Regions from separate parts of the Macaca mulatta genome. Here region 2 is linked to region 1. Evidence: chromatin contacts called from public Hi-C data. All regions are on one chromosome and are shown on one strand. The core of a region is the stretch at or near the end of the contact, and the rest is flanking DNA. Distances in the headings are between cores, read along the strand shown. Region 1 holds the start of ATRN (attractin). Region 2 holds the start of DNAAF9 (dynein axonemal assembly factor 9).

Region 1 (7,332 bases), core at 2,531-5,030:
TGCTGGGATTACAGGCATGAGCTACCGTGCCCACCCTTGACTAAAATTTTTTTATTTTTTTTGTTTTTTTGGGTTTTTTTTGAGACGGAGTCTCGCTCTGTCGCCCAGGCTGGAGTGCAGTGGTGCGACCTCAGCTCACTGCAAGCTCTGCCTCCCGGGTTCACGCCATTCTCCCGCCTCAGCCTCCAGAGTAGCTGGGACGACAGGCACCCGCCACCACGCCCGGCTAATTTTTTGTATTTTTAGTGGAGACGGGGTTTCACCGTGTTAGCCAGGATGGTCTTGATCTCCTGACCTCATGATCCGCCTGCCTCAGCCTCCCAAAGTGCTGGGATTACAGGTGTGAGCCACCGTGCCCGGCCTATTGAGTTTTTTTAAAAGACCAGAGTCATAAGTTCCTCCTACTTTCATTTTTAAAAATGCAAAATCCCGAAGCCCACAAAATATAATGGTATCATCAGGACCAAAGTCATAATTGTCTACCCAGGAAACAGCACTGACATCACCTAGAATCACCTCAAAGGGAATGTCCACAATAAGCAGGGGAGTCCCTTCACTCATCTGTGACACCATCTGAGACAACCATTGTCAGGACTGCCTGTTCCCTGCAACAAGTAGCTCTTCTCCAATCCTCTGGGCTTTCCATGTGGACTCTCAGAGAGAGCTCCCTGGCAATCTCCCTCATAGGTCAACGACTCCAAACTTAACATCTGCCAGGTGTGTACTCTGAGAGCACCCTAAACTCGGCATGTGTGCAATTAAATGTCTAACACCTGCTCCTGTGTCCCTGTGTCTGTTAAAGGTATCATTGTCCAATCTATCACCCAAGATAGGATCTAGTTTTCTTTCCCTCACCATCCCCCACCTTTCCAAGAGCAAACCAATTCACAGGGAAGACTTGTCCATTTCACCTCTACAATACCACAAGCTCTCATTACCACTGCTCTGACCCATGCCAACAGATCCCACCTAGCTACCCACTATTTCTCATGCCCAAAGTGAGTCAACCTACTCTGAACATTACAGATTGATCTTGCTATGAAGTCCCCTTCCCACATTGTGGGTCCCCACTGCCTACTACTGTGTCCCAGACTTTCAGAACTTGAAGGATCCTCTTCTGACTCAACCATCCACTCACCTGATCTTGGAAGCTTCTCAAATTGAAAATGCCCTGGCCTCCCTTCAAGGCCATTTGTATTCTGGCTCCAATCTAAAAGCCTATAATGTCATGAAAATAGGAGTGAACTACGCCATTTCACAGCTCTTGGGCTAAAGGTCAAAATTCTCAATCCAACCTACAGATCTCCACTTGGCCTGGCTTCTGCCTTTCTCTCCAGTCTTGTCAAGCTCCCCTTTGCTCTCTCTGCTCCTGCCACCTGGTCTTCCATCCAGGCTGCCATCATCCCCTTCATCCCCAAGCCTCTGTACCTGCTGGCCCCTCAGCACCCCACCCCTCACGTAGGTAGTACCATCTCACCCCTTAGACTTCACATCACTTCCTCAGTGACTTACATTACCCCCAGACTAAGTCAAGACCTCTGTTTGTCTCCTGTTCTTTACCTCCACAGCCTTAAACAAAATTACAATAAAATTTTTGTTGGATTTTTTTACTCCCAAGCTGGAATATGAGCTCCATAAGAGCAGGACTGTGCCTGTCTTGCATACCACTGTATCTCACAACTTAAAACACAGGAGCCCTCAACAAATACATGTAGATTAATGAAATTCATAAATCGGAACACCCTAAGTTACAAAAGCAGCTTCACTGCATAGTGATCCTGAAGTCACTTGGTTTCTCCATCCATAAAACTAAAGAGCTCATCTGCTCAACGTTCTCTGAGTTCCTTAGAAGACCTAACATTACCTAAGTCTACGATTTTGTTATTCCAAACTCCTCTCTCACAACTCTCTTCCATATAGGCAGCAGCAAAAGTTTACTTTCCAGCCTCCACAACTTTGTTTGCACCCTTCTTTCCATCTGTAATTTTTTTCTAGCTCCACATTTCCAAATCCTACTTAATCTTAAATGCTCAAATCTAATGTTATCACCTCCTCAAAGTCCTCCTTGCATCCCTCCAGCTAGCCACAACCTCTCCATCCCTGAATTCCCACAGGCTCCCCATTGCCTCATTCAGGTCTCAGATCAAATGTCATTTCAAATGAGAACCTTCTCCAAAAGTCACCACGGGTTATAATTCTCTATCAGACCATGCTGTTTTTATTTTCTTGATAGCATTTACCATTACCTGAAATTAGCATGTTCATTTCTCTCATTTACTTGTTAAGTGCCTGTTGCTCCCACTAGAATGTTAAGATGGATGAGAGCAGGGGCCCTGTCTGTCTTGTTCACATTTCCCCACTCCCCCACATCAGACATGTGTCCAGTAAACTAAACACCTGCCAAACGCATGAATGACTCTATAACCCTTATGACTAGGGTTATGTGCGTAAGTTATCTTTCTCTTGCTATATTCCAAACTCCCTGTGGACAAGGCCAAAGTCTGGCTAATCTATTTGTCTGTATTATCTGGAAAATCCTTGCACAACTGAAGCAAATAACAGGTAACTGCTAATTAATTTATTGATTTCTCCAAGAGGAACTGCCCCAAACCAGGCCAATTCAGAACTTCATATTGTCCAGAAACCAAGGCAAATAGGAATCTCCTTCCATTCCCTCTTCACCACAGACCCTGTTCCAATCTGCCACCTCCAGTGAGCTTTTGCCAAAAGACTAGTTCCCTCACTTTCCTTTAGAAGGACCATTGGTCCTTACATCTCTAATATCTTACAATGCTACCCTTTCCCTTTTATCTCCAGCCAACAAAGCATTTCCAGGGCCCTGTTTCTTCAGAGCACCCCACATCTCCAGTGCATCGGGGAACTCATCGGGTCCTAGGGCACATGTGGATGTTAAAAGGAAGTGTTTAAGCAAACCTGGCTAGCTCACCTTTCCTTGGATACCTCATTTAGTTGAAACAGGCCGAGTTTTAGAGCGATCGGCTTTGATGCTCTTTGGGTCCCTCAGCACTCTTCCAATCTAACCCAAGCACACAAATACCGTCGGAGTGCCCCGACCCTTGCCCCACACTTTTTCACCTTCCAACAGAGGAAGACCCCAGGCCAGAGACGATGATCTCCTCGGAAGCAAATGGCCCTCAAACCCCATGGGGCGGCCCTACCCTCTCCACTTTCTGTCCAGCATCTGCCTCTGGCCTGGAGCTGTCTCGAACGCCCCTTAGCCCCAGCCTCCCACACCACCCGCCACTCACCTGAAGCGGCCCCCGCAGTGCTGGCATTGCTCGCCCACCCAGCCGGCGAGGCAGACGCACTGGCCGGTGCCAGGGTTGCAGCGGCCGCCGTTGACACAGGGCCGGTCACATTCCTTGGCCTCGGCTGCGGCTGAGCCCGACACCGCCGCCGCCGCCGCCGCGGCCTCGGCCTCGCAGGGCAGCAGCAGCAGCAGGAGCAGCGGCGGCGAGAGCAACAACAGCAGTAGCAGCAGCCGCGGCCGCAGCGGCGGCGACAGCAGCCGCGGAAGGCGCAGCCCGGCCCCCAGCCCCGGCCTCCCAGCCCTGGTCACGTCCCAGTCCCGATGCGGCCCGCCGCTCCTGCCCGCGAGCGCTGCCGTAGCCGCCGTCCTCCTCCTCAGCCTTGCCTCAGTCGCCGCCGCTGCAGCCACCATCTTCCCGGGGCTGAGACGGCGCCCCGCGAACACATACACACACACCGCACGGCCGGCTCCGCTTCGCCTGGCCGTGCGGGGCGGGGCTGTGCGGACGGTGGCTCGCGCGGTCCACACGGGGACCACAGCGGGGCGGTAGGCGGGGCCGGCGCGCGCGTGCGCGAGTCCGTGCGTGCCGGGGCGCAGACAGTGATCTCCGGCGCGCGCGGCGCCGGGCGCGGTCTTCTGACGTGGACTCTAGAACCAGCTGAAACCCGGCTGCGCTGTGCCAGCTCTAGGTTTTCACCTTCGCCTGTCGCCCCCGGCGGCGGGGTTGCAGCCCCACTGGATGCCTAGGAGCCGACCGCGTTGAGTGTTGCCCTCCAAGAGACCCGGCGCTTTACCCCAACTCCAGCTGCCGGACAGAAAGAGCACAGGAGGCTACGTCGGTCGCGGTGTGGTGCTGGGTGCGGTACTGTAGAAGTCAGGCCTCATTCGAGCCTCTGTAACACAGGAGTAAAGAAAGAACACATGTAGAACTGGGCATAGGCCGGGCGCGGAGGCTTACGCCTGTAATCCCAGCACTTTGGGAAACCGAGGCAGGCGGATCACTTAGCTCTGGGATCCGAGACCAGCCTGGCCAACAGGGTGAGACCCTGTCTCTACCAAAAACAGAAAAATTATCCGAGCGTGGTGGTGCGCGCCTGTAGCCCCAGCTACTCGAGAGGCTGAGGCAGGAGGATCGCTTGAGCTTGGAGAGGTCAAGGCTGCAGTGAGCTGCAGTCGCAGCACTGCACTCCAGCCTGGGCAACAAAACAAGACCCTGTGTCAGAAAATGAAGAACCTGGTATGTAGGCTGTGCTCAGTAAATGCCTAATAGACTGAAGACACACAGCCAGGCCTCTTGATAACAGACGGACTGTAGCTGACCAGACCCCCTACCTTTAATTCTGTAAAAGTTTGGAGTTACCTTGCTCCCCACAATTTGCCCTCCAACCATCTTCTCTGAAGAGAGGGCAACATAGAATTAGGAACTGGGGCTCCCATAGACCTGCCCCTTCTTGTCTGGTAGTTGTTACTCTGGCGTCCCTCAATGAGACATGTCTTCCATCAATGTAGCCTTTTATGGTTTTGACCCTGGAATCTGGACTGGGTCATGATTGAGACCATAAGAAACCGTGATTCAGCTTCACCAACAGAAGAAGGTGGTAGGAGTGGCAATGTCTTGGTTCTAACTCTCAGCTTAAAAAAGATCTGGCAAACTTGGCCGGGCACGGTGGCTCACGTCTGTAATCCCAGCACCTTGGGAGGCTGAGGTGGGCAGATCACGAGGTCAGGAGTTCGAGACCACCCTGACCAACATGGTGAAATCCTGTCTCTACTAAAAATACAAAATTAGCCGGGCGTGGTGGCACGCACCTGTAATCCCAGCTACTCAGGAGAGTCGCTTGAATCCGGGAGGCAGAGGTTGCAGTGACCCGAGATCACGCCACTGCACTCTAGCCTGGGGGACAGAGCAAGACTCCATCTCAAAAAAAAAAGACCTGGCATCGTTGATTTTGAGCTGTTGGTGGTCATGAGCTGCTGCCCTTTAGCCACCCTGCTGTAGAGAAACCACGTGCAGAGACCACTTGGACTTGGAGAGGGAGAGCTGGGCCACTAGGCTGGTGGAGCCATCCTAGCTAAGGGATCAGTCATTGAGTGAAAAAGTTGTCTGGGTTGGGTTATTCCAACCATCTGGGCCGTTCCATGTTACCCACAACAGTAACAGGTCTTTCCTAACTGACTTATCCAAAATGAGAAATAACTCATTTATCATTTAACCCTTAAATGATGAATTATTTATAATTTTTCATAAATTATGATTTATGTTATTTTAAGCCTCTTAAGTTTTAGAGAGATTTGTTACTCACTAATAGATAAGCAGAGCATTGTCTGACATAACGCTTGTGCTATGAGGAATATTCCTATGGCACCTACCTCAGAATTTGAGCACCTTACAGTCCCTGAGAAACAAAGAAAAACCCTCGTAGACCTGTGGAGCCTCTCAGCTTTACCTCAGAGCATTGAATTCTAAGGTTCTAAGATGGACTTCCACACTCATACCCAGGTCCCACTCTCATACTCAAGTCCTGACTGTCCTCACTGCATCTTCTTCAAGCCTGGTGAAGCTGAATTGCACAAAAGCCTCACCCCCTGCTATACATCCACACATACTCCCCATTCCTACAGGAAAACTATTATTTGGCCTAGGCCCTAGCACTGACATTCTGGTTTGCAGGTTATGTTTTTGCCATGTAGGGTAAGGCAGAGAAATTGAAGACATGGCCCTCCCCTCTGGCAGGACCCCATCAGATGGGGGAGGCTGGCATAGGCCATGCCCTAGCTATAGGAGACATTGCTCCCCCTACTCTTCCAGGCCAGAAGTGAACCAGCCCTTTCTTTCCCTTCCCTCCCCACAGCAAGACTGAACCCAGACTGTGAAGTTTCACATGATTTTACCAACATTCAGGGATAACAGAAAAGGTGTGCATCTGAAGAACAGCAATCTCTAGACTAGATATTGCTACTCTGAAGCCTTAGAATCTTGCTGCAGCAAACATTCTTTCTTACTTCCTTAATCTACTCCTTTCTCTGGTTCTTTTTCCATAGCTTTCGAACATGCTGAAATTATTTTGTCCTTAAAAAACAAACACGCTGGGTGCAGTGGCTCATGCCTGTAATCCCAGTGCTTTGGGAGGCCAAAGTGGGAGGATCACCTGAGGCCAGGAGTTTGAGACCAGCCTGGGCAACATAGTGAGACCTTGTCTCTACAAAAAGTTTTTTTAAAAATTAGTCAGATGTGGTCATGTGCACATGTAGTCCTAGCTACTTGGGAGGCTGGGGCAGGAGGATCACTTGAGCCCAGGAGTTTGAGGCTGCAGTAAGCTATGTTTGGACCATTGCACTCCAGTCTGGGCAACAGATCAAGACCCTGTCTCTAAAAACAATTAAAGAAACAAAATCTTACCTGCTATCTTCTTTTTCCTTTACTGCGTTTATCAAAGAGTCCCCTACACATTCTACGTCTGTGTGACAGATTAAAGATGGCTGCAAATTCTCTTACATTCCTTCTGTGGAGAGATCAGGTCTAATCCTTGGCCCCACCCCCACCCCCAGCCCTACCCTACTTTTTGAATCTAGCCTGGCCTTAGTGATTTGCTTGACTGATAGACTATGGTGGAAGTGATGTACTGGGATTTGTGAGGTCCCAGAAATGGGACCTTGTGCTAGGTCATAAGAAGTCTTGCAGCTTCCTCCTGAAGTGTCTTGGAACACTAGCTCTGGGAAAGCCACCTTCCATAAAAGATGTCCAGCTACCTTGAGACCACCAGGCTGTGAGGAAGCCAGCCCCCAGCCATTCAAGTCTTCCCAGTTGGGACCTCATACAATCATGAAGCAGGGGGGTGCTGTTCCTGCTGAACCCACCCCAAACTGTAGATACGTAAGCAAAATAAATGAGTGTACTTGTTTAAGCCATGAGCCAACTGGGGACAGTTTGTTACACAACAATAAATTACCAGAATACTCTGTATCCTGGTTCCTCCAAGGACAAGAATAAGTCTCGTGATGGGGACTTGATTAAGAATTAAGAATGACAGTATAATTGTATATAAATATATAATCTACAA
Region 2 (7,332 bases), core at 2,643-5,142, 71 kb after region 1:
CTCCAAAGAAGAGGTACATGCCAGGTACAGCGGCTCACGCCTGTAATCCCAGCACTTTGGGAGGCTGAGGCGGGTGGATCACCTGAGGTCGGGAGTTTGAGATTGGCCTGACCAACATGGGAAAACCCCGTCTCTACTGAAAATACAAAATTAGCTGGGCGTGGTGGCTCATGCCTGTAATCTCAGCTACTGGGGAGGCTGAGGCAGGAGAATCACTTGAACCCAGGAGGCAAAGGTTGCGGTGAGCTGAGATCACGCCATTGCACTCCACCCTGGGCAACAAGAGTGAAACTTCCTCTCAAAAACAAAAAAGAAGAAGAAGAAGAAGAGGTACAAATGGCTAATAAGCACACGAAGAGATGGTTGACATCATTAGCTATCAGGTAATGTAAACCAAAACCACAATGAGATACCACTTCATAACCTCTAAAATGGCTATAATAAAAAAGATAATGAGTATTAGGGAAGATAATGGAAAAATTGGAACTGACATATCATGCTGGTGAGAATATAAATGATGCAGCCACTTTGGAAAACAGGTTGACAGTTCCTCAAAAGGTTAAACATAGAGTTATCATGTGATCCAGAAACTCACTCTTAGATCTCCAAGGAAACAAACTGTATGTCCACACAAAAACTTGTACACAAATGTTAATATAGCATTAGCTACAAAACACAGCAAAAAAGTGGAAACAATCTGACTGTTCATTAACAGATAAATGAATAAGCAAGATGTGGTATATCCATTCAATGGAATAATATTCAACCATGAAAAGGAACAAAATTCTGATACATGCTGCAACATGGATGAACCTTATAAACATTATGCTAAATGGAAGAAGGCAGCCATGAAAAACCATATATTGAATGACTCTGATAACATGAAATGTCCAGAATAGGCAAATTAAAAGGTTAGTGGTTTTCTAGGGCTAGGGTGGTTGGGGAGAAATGGGGAATGACTGCTAACAGGTACAGGATTTTCCTGTTGGATTGACAAAAATGTTCTAAAATTGATTGTGGTGGTGGTTGCACAAATCTGTGCCTATACTCATTTTTTTTTTTTTGAGACAGGGTCTCACTCTGTCCTCCATGTTGGAGTGCAGTGGCCTGATCTCAACTCACTGCATCCTAGACCTCCCAGGCTCAATCGATCCTCCCAACTCAGTCTCCTGAGTAGTTGGGTCTACAGACACATGCCACTATGCCTGGCCAATTTGTGTGTGTGCGCATATATGAAATATATTTTGTACATATATTATATAAATATAATATATATTATAAATAAACAAATATATATATATAAATATATATACACAAATACATATATAGAGAGAGATGAGGTTTTGCCATGTTGCCCAGGCTGGTCTCAAACTCTTGGGCTCAAGAAATCCACTCATCTTAGCCTCCCAAAGTGCTGGGACTGCAGGCGTGCATCACCACGTCCAGCACCGTTGAATTGTTTTTAGAGCTGATTTTCAGAGCTTTTGCACCGATGGGAAGTTATCTCTAAATAATGGTCGTTACTTGTTCATGACTCTGGACTTGAGCTAAAAAACTGATCACTGCAAGCATAGAAAGAATTGAGAGAATTGTATTTGATAAATCTCATGATGGTGTCATTGCGTCTGTCATAAGTCCAAACTCATACCAAATGGTAACTGGGAATTGAATCTTGAGCTGTGAACTTTGAACTCGGAGAAAACAATAAATTGAACTCAATAGCTGATGTTTAAAAAAGTGAATTTCTTCTCTGCTTGCAAGGGACAGCTGTACTTGTAAGGTACAGCCTCTCTGAACAAAGCCAGAGCTAATCTTATAAAAGGTTTTGAAGGCCGGGCGCGGTTCACGCCTGTAATCCCAGCACTTTGGCAGGCCAAGGCTGGCGAATCACTTGAGGCCAGGAGTTCAAGACCAGCCCGGCCAACACGGCGAAACCCTGTCTCCACTAAAAATACAAAAAATTAGCCAGGCGTGGTGGCACAGGCCTGTAATCCCAGCTACCTGGGAAGCTGAGGCACAAGAATCGCTTGAACCAGGAGGCAGAGGTTGCAGTGAGCGGAGATCGTGCCACTGCACTCCAGCCTGAGCAACAGAGCAAGACTCTGTCTCAAAAAAAAAAAAAAAGAAAAAAGAAAAAAAAAAGAGAAAAAAAAGGAGCTTTAAAAAAGGCCAGGCGCGGGGTGGCTCAGGCCTGTAATCCCAGCACTTTGAGAGGCCAAGGCAGGCGGATCACCTGAGGTCAAGAGTTGAGACCAGCTTGGCCAACATGGCAAAACCCCGTCTCTACTAAAAATACAAAAATGAGCCGGGCGTGGTGGCGGGAGCCTATAGTCCCAGCTACTCGGTGGGCTGAGGTAGGAGAATCGCTTGCACCCGGGAGACAGAGGTTGCAGTGAGCCGAGATCGCACCACTGCACTCCAGCCTGGGCGACAGAATGAGACTCAGTCTGGGAAAGAAAAGAAAATGGTTTTGGAAACATTCGCCTTCAGGGATTGGCTGTCTTTCCCAAGCAGAAGTGTGGAGCGAGTGACTGACTCGGCTGTGTGTGTGGATACTGGAGTGCGGCAGTTGAATACCCACTGACTTTCCGAAGCCTGGTCGCTGGTATCAGGCACTTGTTGATTGGCTATTGTCGCAGGCCTAGAGCAGTCACTGATTGGCTGACTTTCAGAAGCGTGAGGTAGTCATTGATTTACTAAGAAGCATAGTTACCGGAGTGAGGCTATCGCTGATTGGCTGATTTTCAGAGCTGTTGCACCGACGAGAAGTGATCTCTAAATAACAGTGGTTATTTCTTCACGGCTCCGGACTTGAGCTAAAAAAGTATTTTGCTTTCTTGAATATGAAAGACAAGCACTTTAAATTCCTACTCCCTTCTGGTCTTCCCTCAGACAAACCTGAAGGAGACACCATAGGGATTGTCCACATCTTCATTAGTGAAGGAAGGATTTTCAGCCAGTGTTGTAATTTAAGTCATCTAGCACCAATTACTGTGGGAGAAAAATAGCTCCAATTATTGCAATTTATTGTAAAAAGATTAATATAGGACATTTAAGGCATTCCGACAAGGTCAACAAAGGACGCAGGACAATAGTCATTAAATACGTCCTGTATATACAGGACGCCTGCAACTATCAGTGAAGTATTTCCCAAGTTTCTTGTACATGTCCCTGCAGAAACCGGTAGAGCCAGGATCTTAACAGTAAAGGTTATAGGGGTCTTCTGGGATCCTGTGAGCCTCTAACGCTCATGCTCTGCGCAGGGCTGGGTGCGCACTGCTATGCTAACCCGAGGCCGGCTAGGAATCTACCGGACGTCTGAAGGGTGGGTGCAGAATTGATGAGCAGGAGGCGGGAAGACACCCGTTCCGGAGAGTAGGGAAGCGAGCCGGGTGCGGAGGAGGAGCGCTGGACCCGGGAGCCGGAGCGGAAGACTTCGCTGGAGGCGTGGGCTGGCCCGGCGGGGCGAGGCGGGGCGGGGCGGGCAGAGCCGGAGGGGCGGGGCCGGGCTGGGAGAGGCTCCGCCCCCGGGCGCGTCAGTGTGCGTGGCCGGGGGGCGCCGCGCAGAGCCCCGCTTTATGATGTCGGGCTTGAGGACGAAGCAGGGCGGCGCTGTGGCAACCCTCACCCTGCGGACACGCGCTCCCAACATCCGGCCCGGCGGCGTCGCCGCTTAAGAAGTGGGGTCCCTGTGGCAGTGCGCCGACCCCCAACTCCAGCCGCTCCCGACGCCCCCATCCACTCTTGGTGCGCGCGCGCCCCTCCCCGCCCCCGCCCCCGCCCCCGCCGGGCCCCGCGCGCCGCGCCCCCTCCCACCCGGCACGCCCTGCCGCCCCGCCCGGCCGCAGCCAGCCTGGAGCCGCCCCGCGGGCCACAGAGACCCTCGCAGCGGCACCGTCCTCCTCCGCCGCCCGCCGCCGGCAGCCCGCCGCCATGGACGTGTACCCCCCGCGCCGGCTGGGGCTGCCCCGCGCTCGGTCCCCTGGCGGCTCCAGCCGCGGGTCACCGTCCGTCAGGTACGCGGGGCGAGGCAGCCGAGGGTCGGCCGGGCGGGGGATGCGGGCTGTCGGGGTCCAGCGACGCCTCTCGCCGCAGGGCGTGGTGCGACATGGCTTCCTCGGGATGGTTCTTTCCTGAACAGCTCAGGGAGAAATGTTTTCCCAGGAACGGCGCCCTCTGTAGAGGCCCCACAATGGCTCCCCTTTGGACAACCCTGCGACGGTTTCCCCACAATGGCTCCCAGACAGACAACCCTGCAACGGTTTCCCCACAATGGCTCCCCTACAGACACCCCTGCAACGGTTTCCCCACAGTGGCTCCCCTATAGACAACCCTGCAACGGTTTCCTCACAATGGCTCCCCTATAGACAACCCTGCAACGGTTTCCCCACAATGGCTCCCAGACAACCCTGCAACGGTTTCCCCACGGTGGCTCCCCGATAGACAACCCTGCAACGGTTTCCCCACAATGGCTCCCCTATGGACAACAGTTCTCTGTGAAGACCGTGTTATGACGTCCTCACCCCCATAGAACGTTTCTCCCAGGAAAGATTCTTCTACACAGAACCCCACAGAGGCTTCCCTATAAATGACTCACTCGCCTTCCCCATGGAATGTTTCCCCCAGAAACTGCTACCTCTAGAGAACTCACACCTCCACACACACAGTAGCTCCCTTGTGTAGAATCCCCAAGTGGATTACCTAGAAAGCCCCCTGTCGTGGGTCTCTAGAGCCTTTGCCCTTGACAACGGCTTGCTTAGAGTGTCCCCCGCCCCCTACGTACATAATGACAGCATCTCCCCTATTACGCGTATCCCCAGCTCCCCCTGCCTCAGCCTGCATCGCGACGCCCCCTCACTCCACAATAGGGAGCTCAGGTTGGGAGGAAGTAGAGGTATTAGGGACGCAGGAGGAAAAGCTGGGTAAATAGGGGAAAGAGGCTTAGAGCCCCCGAAAGCGGCGGGCGCCGGGCCCCTTACCGTAGAGACACAGTCCCAGGCTACCTCGCTATGGGGAGGGGGTGATCGTGGGGAGGGCTCCCCGCCCCCTTTAGATATAGGAAGATCCGTTTCCGATTTCTGTGCCCTATGCCTTTGGTGCTGACCTTGTTAGTCTGGGCATTGTTTGTGATGGAGCTGTTGTGGGGCGCCGGCGCAGTGTGGAGGTTGGAATGATGGAGGGGTTGCAGCAGAGACCTTTGAGAGGGAGAGGGAGAGAGAGAATGCGAGCCATGAGCTTTGGTACCTCTAAACTGTCATTAAAACAGGAGAGGGTTTTGTTGTTGTTTGCTTTTTCTTATTCTGGCCACATAGCAAAGCAAATGTTGTATTGTTCCCTTGAAAGGAGGTTGCCAGTCTACCTGTTAGAACAGCTTTTCTTATATTCTTGTTATGGTACTTAAGGCATATGTTTTAACTTTGCTTGCTGATCTGTTTTTTGGGGTTGTTTGCTTTAACTAGACCAAATTATTGCAGAACAAGAAACTGATTCTTAGAAACCTGTTTCTTTTTTACTTCCCTGCATTCCTTTCCACATCCCAGAGTCCAATATATGTTTGTTGAACAAATAAAGGATAGGGAAGATGGGAGGTAGATACCAATGAAACATTGCATTTAGGAGTCCTAAATTGCTTCGAAATCTGTCAAGTGACATTTTTGAACTCCTGCTCTGCCCTTCAATGTAATTCCTTGTGGGCTTTACAGTTCCAAGTTTAACTGCTTGTGGTAACCATCTCCAATCCTTTGCAACATTTCTGCCAGTTTCACTGTCTGAAGCAAAGTATTTGAATTTGTATAGCAAAGTATTTGAATTGCATAGGATACTTTAGAACAGCCATCCGTTAAATCTAGGCTCTATGTAGACTTGAGGTTTATCCCAGATCGTCTTGTGCTTAGGAGTTTGGATTTGAGTCTATTGAGACCTTTAGGGGGAAAAAAATCATCTCTACCTTAGAATCCGTCTCTTAACTGCTGCCTTTCTTGTTTTTAATAGCATGACCATGTGCTTTTTATTTATTCTTTTAAAGTAGTGATTCCATGTTAACAGAAGTATGCTGGCTCACTTTACTGATCATACCCGCACTCCAAATCCTCTATCAAGTGGTTTGAATGAAACTTGTTTGATTTCAGACAAGGAATAGTGCAAGGAACCGCAAGGCCTAGCTGCCCAATACCTTTGGTGAAAGAAATTTGCTGAAGGCTTCCCTCCTTTCCCCACTTCTACATGATTGAACGTGCTTTTCTTGCCCATTCAAGCCTTTCCCTTACTCTTGACATTGAATGTTTCTAGCACTTTCCTGTCACCCATATATGGCTTGGCTGCTGACTGCTGAGTGATGAAAGGGGCAAACCTAACTGGTGAAGTGACATTCCTAAGACCCATAGATAGTTCTGCAAGTGTATGGTTCTAGCACGGTAGTTCATTTTCACAGATGGAGAATGGAGATCAAGAATTAAAATGTTGTTGCTCAGAATTAGAGGCTTCTCTTTAAGTATGTGATAGTCATCAGTGTTACCAGGTATTTTTGGTTTCTGTCTCTTGAGCATGTAGTAGAATTGTACTTGCTTGCTTCTTTGAAGTTAGGTATGGCCTTGAGAGTTGCTTTTGGTCAGTGAAATGCGTGGGAATACTGTGTAGCCTTTCATGGTACAAGCTTCTGTTGTGTAGTTTTCCATTCTCTTTCCTTCTGTCATGGTAGCTGTTGGGGCTGCAAATGGCAGCCACCCATCAGTTGAGGCCCCAGAGTGAGCTTCCAGGTGACCTGTGCTTGACAGGTAGGTTGAGCAAGAAGTGAAACACCACTGGGATTTTGGAATTATTACCAAGGTATAAACTAACCTATCTGGACCAATGCTAAGGAACCAGTGGAAATCTAGCTGAAATATACTTTCCTACTTCAAAATGTTTTTCTGTAGAGGGATCTGTTCCTGCTTGGGACTTCTTTAATAGCTTAAATTTCACTGTTTCTTTATATAAATAATGCAACAAGTACTGTGTTAGGTGCTGTAGATTCAGATAAATACGGCAGTCCCCTGCCCTCAAATAACTCTTGTAAATGGGAAGAGACAATAACAGTAAAAATCATAATATAGAATGGTGAGATATAAGTACTGAGGAAGAAATAGGGCCGAAGGAACAATAACACAAGAAGGCCTAGTCGGTTTTTGCCTCAGCTGTTGAAAGAATGGAGTTGCCATTTATTAGTATTAAGAACACTAGAAGAAGAAAAGACAGCGTAGCAGTGTCTTCCAAGTTCTGAGAGAAAATGGTTTCCTACCTCCGAGGTGGGAGAATAATCGGAAATAGACATCGAAAGCTGAATGAGATTGTTGA

Evidence for each region. Hi-C and Micro-C count contacts between places; a contact is called where the count stands out from the background.
Region 2: a contact with region 1 is called in a Hi-C map of fetal cortex germinal zone, with 2.0 times the contacts expected there. The contact joins the promoter of DNAAF9 here to the promoter of ATRN in region 1. A contact is called at or near these places in 3 of 14 Hi-C or Micro-C datasets (cortical neurons, fetal cortex germinal zone and fetal cortical plate).

The regions. Positions count from the first base shown.
Region 1 is chr10:80,594,492-80,601,823 of T2T-MMU8v2.0, forward strand. ATRN (attractin) reads right to left here and starts at 3,781. Exons shown (of 29, transcript XM_015149430.3): 1 at 3,270-3,781. The coding sequence starts at 3,682.
Region 2 is chr10:80,665,852-80,673,183 of T2T-MMU8v2.0, forward strand. DNAAF9 (dynein axonemal assembly factor 9) reads left to right here and starts at 3,893. Exons shown (of 38, transcript NM_001194506.3): 1 at 3,893-4,016. The coding sequence starts at 3,934.